Regions from separate parts of the Oryctolagus cuniculus genome. Here region 1 is linked to region 2. Evidence: chromatin contacts called from public Micro-C data. All regions are on one chromosome and are shown on one strand. Each heading gives the region's core, a stretch centred on a gene start, on an enhancer-like site or on the middle of the called end of the contact. The rest is flanking DNA. Distances are from core to core; before and after follow the strand shown.

What was found. A called contact is a pair of places that touch in the nucleus more often than the background predicts.
Region 1: a contact with region 2 is called in a Micro-C map of ear pinna, with 13 times the contacts expected there. The contact joins the enhancer-like site here to the promoter of RASSF3 in region 2. A contact is called at or near these places in 3 of 6 Hi-C or Micro-C datasets (ear pinna, embryonic fibroblasts and an unstated tissue).

Annotation. Positions count from the first base shown.
Region 1 is chr11:66,844,449-66,847,368 of mOryCun1.1, forward strand. It overlaps RASSF3 (Ras association domain family member 3), which reads left to right. Exons shown (of 5, transcript XM_051845645.2): 5 at 556-2,920. The coding sequence ends at 705. Among named protein-coding and RNA genes, the nearest start is that of GNS, 60 kb to the right of the region's middle. Within about 2 kb of position 1,648, at least 1 of the 8 cell types and tissues checked has an H3K27ac peak or open chromatin away from gene starts, as enhancers often do.
Region 2 is chr11:66,774,990-66,778,044 of mOryCun1.1, forward strand. RASSF3 (Ras association domain family member 3) reads left to right here and starts at 1,615. Exons shown (of 5, transcript XM_051845645.2): 1 at 1,615-1,881. The coding sequence starts at 1,771.

The DNA of each region.
Region 1 (2,920 bases), core at 398-2,897, 69 kb after region 2:
ACTGCCTTCCCAGGCCATAGCAAAGAGCTGGATCAGAAGTGGAGCAGCCATATGGGATGCTGGCACTGCAGGTGGTGGCTTTACCCGCTACGCCACAGCGCTGGCCCCTCACAATATTCTAATGTAATATTTTGCTCTTCTGTTCCATGTTTCTCACTTTACAAAAATTATTTTTTAATTTATTTATTTGTTTTTAAATATTTATTTATTTATTTGAAAATCAGAGTTAGAACTTCTATCCACTGGTTCACTCCCCAGATGACTTCAACACCAGGGCTGGGCCAGGCTGAAGCCAGGAGCCAGAAGCTTCATCCTGGTCTCCCACGTGGGTGCAGGGGCCCAAACACCTGGGCCATCATCTGCTGCTTTCCCAGGCCACCCTCAGGGAGCTGGATCAGAAGTGGAGCAGTCGGGATTCCAGCCGGCGCCCATATGGGATGCTGGCAGTGCAGGCGGCGGCTTTACCCGCTGTGTTACAGCATCAGCAGCCCCTTGCTTGAGTCCTGACTCCGAGTTCAGTACCTGGCAGGATTTTGTGTGTGTGTTGTTTCACAGTGGGAAGCCTTCAGCCTTCCAGAGCTGCAGAACTTCTTGCGCATGCTGGACAAAGAAGAAGACGAGCAGCTGCAGAGCCTGAGGCGGCGCTACTCTGCCTACAGACACAAGCTGGAAGAGGCCCTGGGCGAGGGCTGGAAGCCCGGGTAGAGCGGCCGGCTCCCTGCCAGGAAGGCACGCGGCGGGACCCACGCACCCAAGTGCCTCGCTTTGCAGAGGGCTGTGTGCTCGCCCTGGGACGCTAGGGTCTTCCCCCTTTTCTCTCTAGATCTAGTTCCTACGACCTGGTCACGCAGCCTCCTGCACCTTTAGCCACTGTGTAAGGGACTCTGCTAGCTTGTTCCATGGCAGCGAGCGGGGGCCCGCAGGCAGCCTTGGCAGGAGCGCCTACAGTGCTTGGAAGCATGAACTCTGGGTTTTTGTGTTCTTATCTTCTTTTAGGTTGTTGTAGTTCTGTGAGGATGATGTTAAGCTTCAGGATGTGCAGATGGCTTTTTCAAAGCTTAACGAGGAATCTCTCAGAATGCTCGTTCTGTGTTGAAACTACCTGTCCATGTCTGGTTTTGTAAGTGTCGAGAGGAAACGATCCATGTGAATTCGAAGGCACGGGAGTCTAGGAACGCCTAGACATCCGTGGAGGAGTTCGACGAAGAACGTTCAGAGCAAGTTTGGAAGAAGGCACGTGTGGAGGCAGAGACGCGGAAGGCCCGGGACACGCTGGGCTGCAGAGTTGGTGGTAGAGGCTTACAGAGTGAAAGGCATTCAGTGTGGAGATACTCAGCCCGTTTTAGGATTGCTTGATTGCCTTGTGGGTTCAATGTGGGAACAGAGCCAAAGAGGTAGGATCTAAGCCAAAGGAGGGAGCCAGGAGCTGTGAGCTGAGCGCAGGATGCGGCCTGGACATAGCGGGGCCTCGCCCAGCCAGGGCTGCGCTCTGGGGAGTGGAAGGTCTGACTGGTTCGGGCCTCGGCCCTTTACTGCCTCCTGTTTTCCCCGCCAAAAGTTGTTTCCAAAGTAAGGGCAGCTGGTTTCCCCTTGACCGTCAGCTGGGAGCAAAGGGCCCTGAGCAAACTTGGGTGACAATCACTCCCTGCCCATTTTCTTCAACCCCTCTCCCCCGCCCAGTCCTTGTCCCCTGTCCTGCCTTTTCTCTTGCCTTCCCGGCCCCACCCCCTTCCTCCATCCTGCCTCTCCTTCTCTTCTCTCTCCTCCTGATTGATTGAAGAGCGAGGGCCACCCCAGCCTTCTCTGTTCTACGCAAGGAGGGAGAAAAGGCCCCCGCCCCCGCTGACCTCACCGCAGGCGTTTGTCCGGCTGTAATGTAACGAAGGCGCCCGTTCCTTCCAACCAAAGAGATGCTTGTGCAATAGAAGCCTTCCTTAAAACAGGCGGCGTGACCTCATTTTACGCAGCAGCGTGTATCTGCAAGCGGGGAAGGACGTGCTGTGGTTTCAGAGGGGCCTTATGTCGTAGCTTTATCTAGAGTTTTTTTTTGTCTTGTTTTATAAATTCCCAAGGAATTGTTAACACTTTGGTGACACCTAATGGATTCCTATTGAAATTCCAAGGTGCTTCAGTTCTTTGCCTCTTCGGTGAACTGTGCCTTGTATTTCTGTCTCCCTGCTTTTCAGAGAATCCCCTTGTTGCTGGAGGCAGATTCCACATTGGTTCTGCTGTGGCACCTGAGTTACTGAGACAATCGTTATCTTCATAAGCTTTTCAGGAAAGTTGGAAAAAAAATAGAAGTAGAACTAGCTATAAAATATGTATGGCACCTCTTGTTTAATTTTGCATGTAACTTCTTAGTGCATTGATGAGGCTTTAGTGACATTGTCATCTGACACTTTATTGTTCAGGGACTGCCTTTGTGAGTTGTGTACTGGTTTTACTGTTCAGACCTTGAGGCTTGAGTATGCTGTCGTCAGCCACCTGGTCTTTTAATTACTCAACCCAGTGAGTTTATATTTGGTGAAGCATTTGTTTCTCAGATTAAGACACTGTTAGAACTTAAGGTAGTAGCTGATGGGTATCTGTGAATTTTTTTTTTTTTTTTACTTGAAGTAGAGATTTGTCTAAAACAGGCATCCTCAATCTGTATTTATCCGGAACCTCGCTCACTGTCATGTGCACTACAAGTTGCGATTTGGAAAACTTAACTGTCTTGGAATCCTGCCAGGTCGTGGTTCTTGAAGACTGATGTTCTCTCCCAACACTGGAAACTGCAGCAGCATTTGTAATGTGTCAAAGAAGGAAAACGGCCCCTACCGCCGAAGACTTGTTACAAATCATTGTGTGATCATCATTAGCGTTTCCAAGCTTTGCCTGATGCTGTTTCTCTTCAGTAGGTGATGGTACAGGGAAGATG
Region 2 (3,055 bases), core at 365-2,864:
GGATAAAGCACTTTAGTGTCTTTTTCCCTTTAATATCTTCTCCGGAAGTATGCCGAAACTTTAAAATAGTTTGTTCTGGGTGAACTGATTTCCCTTTTCTATCTACAGTAAAACAAGTTATTTAAATCCTTTAATACACACATTAGTTCTAAATTAGCGAGGACTGTGTTAATGAATGGTAGCATTTGAATCATGAAATAATGGAAATCAAATTGAAAACACTCTTTGCAGTAAGCAAATCATCCCATCCCCTTACACTGGGTTACGTGTACAGCACACACAGGGCAAAGCACCCCGCGGTTAGAATTGCTGGTTTCTAATCATTCGGTAGCTGGCTGGTGGCCTTTAAAGCTGCAAAATGTTTACAATAGGCTGTGGTCTAAGTCCACCTTCTGGAGTTGCGAATCATTTTGCAAGCTGGACGCCTAAGCCTGAAGCGAGAGACTTCGGCAAGGCTTCTTTCTGCCTGGGTATAGGATGGCACATGCGCCATTCTCCGTGTCTCCTCGGGTCCCACTGTGCCTCCCAGTGCTCTGCAGAGACCTGGCTGAGAGCCCAGGAGGATATGTGAACAGAGCAGCCCACCCAGAGCGGTCCCAGCAGTGCCACCAGCTCCCCACCCTCCTCTCTCCAAGCCTCAAGGGCGATGCTACAACAGCACTAAGCACCTTACGGAGTAGTTTGGTCGAAGAAAGGAGATCCTGCGAGAAGGTCTGGCTATAAAGGGAGAACGCTTTGTCCTGTTTAGCCCCTCTCTTCCCCTCCTTAGGCAAGCTCTGCTTAGTACAGCAGTGCTGCAGCTTCAGAAACACCAAAGTGCAAAAGACTGGTGGTGCTCTGGCAGCCTGAGGAAAAAAAAAAAAAACACCAAAAACCCTTGCATTTAAAAAGTGGATTAGCTGAGGGGAAGGACTTTATAAACTATGGAAACTTTTTTCTTTTCGTGCTTGGCGAACAAAACTCCCTGATCACTTTACCCCCACCATTTAAACCAGGCCTTCCGAGGAAGGGGACATTTACAAAGCACGTTTAACTAAAGGAACTCGAGTGCTTACTATGGAACTAGTCCAGTCCCCTGGGCACCCAGCGGGCTCTAAGCTCATGGCGATCTCGGCCGTCGTCCTGTGGGAATGGCCCTTGCTAGAGAGAAGGGGGTCATGGTGAGACCCAAAAGCTGGGGAGTGCCCAGAAAGCACGTTTTCATCCCCTCCTGTCCCTTGTCCGCTCACTGCCGGGGTCGAGGGCCTGGCGCTGTGGCTGCTGCAGGGCGTCCGCGAGGATCGGGTTCCTCCCCTAGGCCGGGCAACCCTTCCACCCCGCGGCCCCGCAGCAGGACCCCGGACCGCGGAGAAAGCCCCCTGCTCTGCCCCCCACCCCGAAACTGCCGCGAGCCGAGAGGAGGGCGGGCGGAGGCCTCTGCGGTTTCCGGGAGGCCGGGGTGGCGCCCCGCAGCCCAGCTCCGAAGGGGGCTTTCCGGGTTCCACGCGCCCGGAGGTGGCGGGCCGGGCCCCTCCCACCTGCGGCCGCGCGGGGCGGGGCCCGGCCGGGACAGCCCCCGGCAGGGCGGGGCCTCAGGAGGCGGGGCCGCGCCGGGAGCCGGGCGGGCAGGCGGCGGCGGGAGGGGCCCGGACGGCTGGCTGGCTGGTGGAGCGGCGGCCGCAGCTGCAGCAGGACGGCCCGCCGGCGGCTCGGGGCCGCGCGCCGGGAACCTCGCGGGGCGGGCGGGCGCGGCACCCGCTGCGTGGCCGCCTGCGCCCCGGGACCAGCAGCATGAGCAGCGGCTACAGCAGCCTGGAGGAGGACGCCGAGGACTTCTTCTTCACCGCCAGGACCTCCTTCTTCCGGAGAGCGCCGCAGGGCAAGCCCCGCGCGGGCCAGCAAGTGAGTGGCTTGCGCGGCGGGCGCTGCAGACGGCGCCCCCAGCTCCTACTCCACGTGTCTCCGGCGGGGCGCGCGGCGGATGCTCGCCGGGAAGGAGGGGGGGTGGCGAAGACGCGGCCCCTGCTTTGGGGGGGGCGAGGGTCTCGGGGTCATGCTGGGAGCCTGTGCTGCCTGTGGGCGTGGGTCGCCCGAGGCCGGGGCAGGATAAGGAAGCGGGCGAGGCCGAGGGCCGGCTGCTGCTGCCGCCGCCTTCCGCGCCAGATGGCCCCGCCTGGGGTTCCGAGAGCCGGGAGGGGTCCCCCTTCGCGCCCCGGCCGGGTCAGCGGTCCGGTCCCCTCGCAGAGGCTCCCTGATGGTCCGCCCCGTGGCCTGTGCCCTCCCCCCCCGGGTGGCTTGGGAGAACCTTGTGGTCGCCTGAGGTGGCCGCGGTGACCTGGCCCCCGCCTCCTCCGGGTCGGGGCACGCTGGTGGGGGAGGGGGCCAGGGCCTGAGGGCGCCGGCCCGCTGTCGGTTGCGGGATTGGAGGGTGTGCGTTTCCTGTAAAGTCAAGTTTATAGGTGTCTCGACTGTTTGGCAAACAAACTGTGGCGCTAGGTAAATCGTCGAGGGCACGGCGAAGCTTTTGGCCGGTTTCTTCCTTTTTTGGAGGAAGCGCGCCGTGGGAAGCCTGACTTGGGAAGCGAGGGGAGGGGAACTTGTGCCAGTTTGGCCGCCGTGTGCGCGGGAGGCCTTCCCGCAGCGGGGCGCTTCGGCGGGACCTGGCCAGTGTGGCGCTCCGATCCGCCTTTGCTGCTCTTGGTCGACTGGGTAGAAGCAGGAAAAATTGCTCAGGGGCCCGAGGATGAGGTAGGTGTGTGTGTGTGTGTGTGTGTGTGTGTGTGTGTGTGTGTGTGTGTGTGTGTGTGTGTGTGTGTGTGTTGGTGGGGGTGGAGTAGGGCGAGGGGATGGGGGGGGTAGTCCTGGCCAGACTTTTAAAAGTTTATTTAACGACTTTGTGAGGTCAGATTTCCTTCCAAGATCGGGAAGTTCTAGTCTTTGCGGCGGCTTAAATGCCAGATCCGAAGCCGGAGGGGAGGAGAGAGGGGCTCGGGGGAGGGCCAGCGTGCAGCCGAGTGCCCTGAGTGCCCTCATTCAGCGGCGACACTTAATCCCGGGGCGCCCTTGTCGCCTGTCC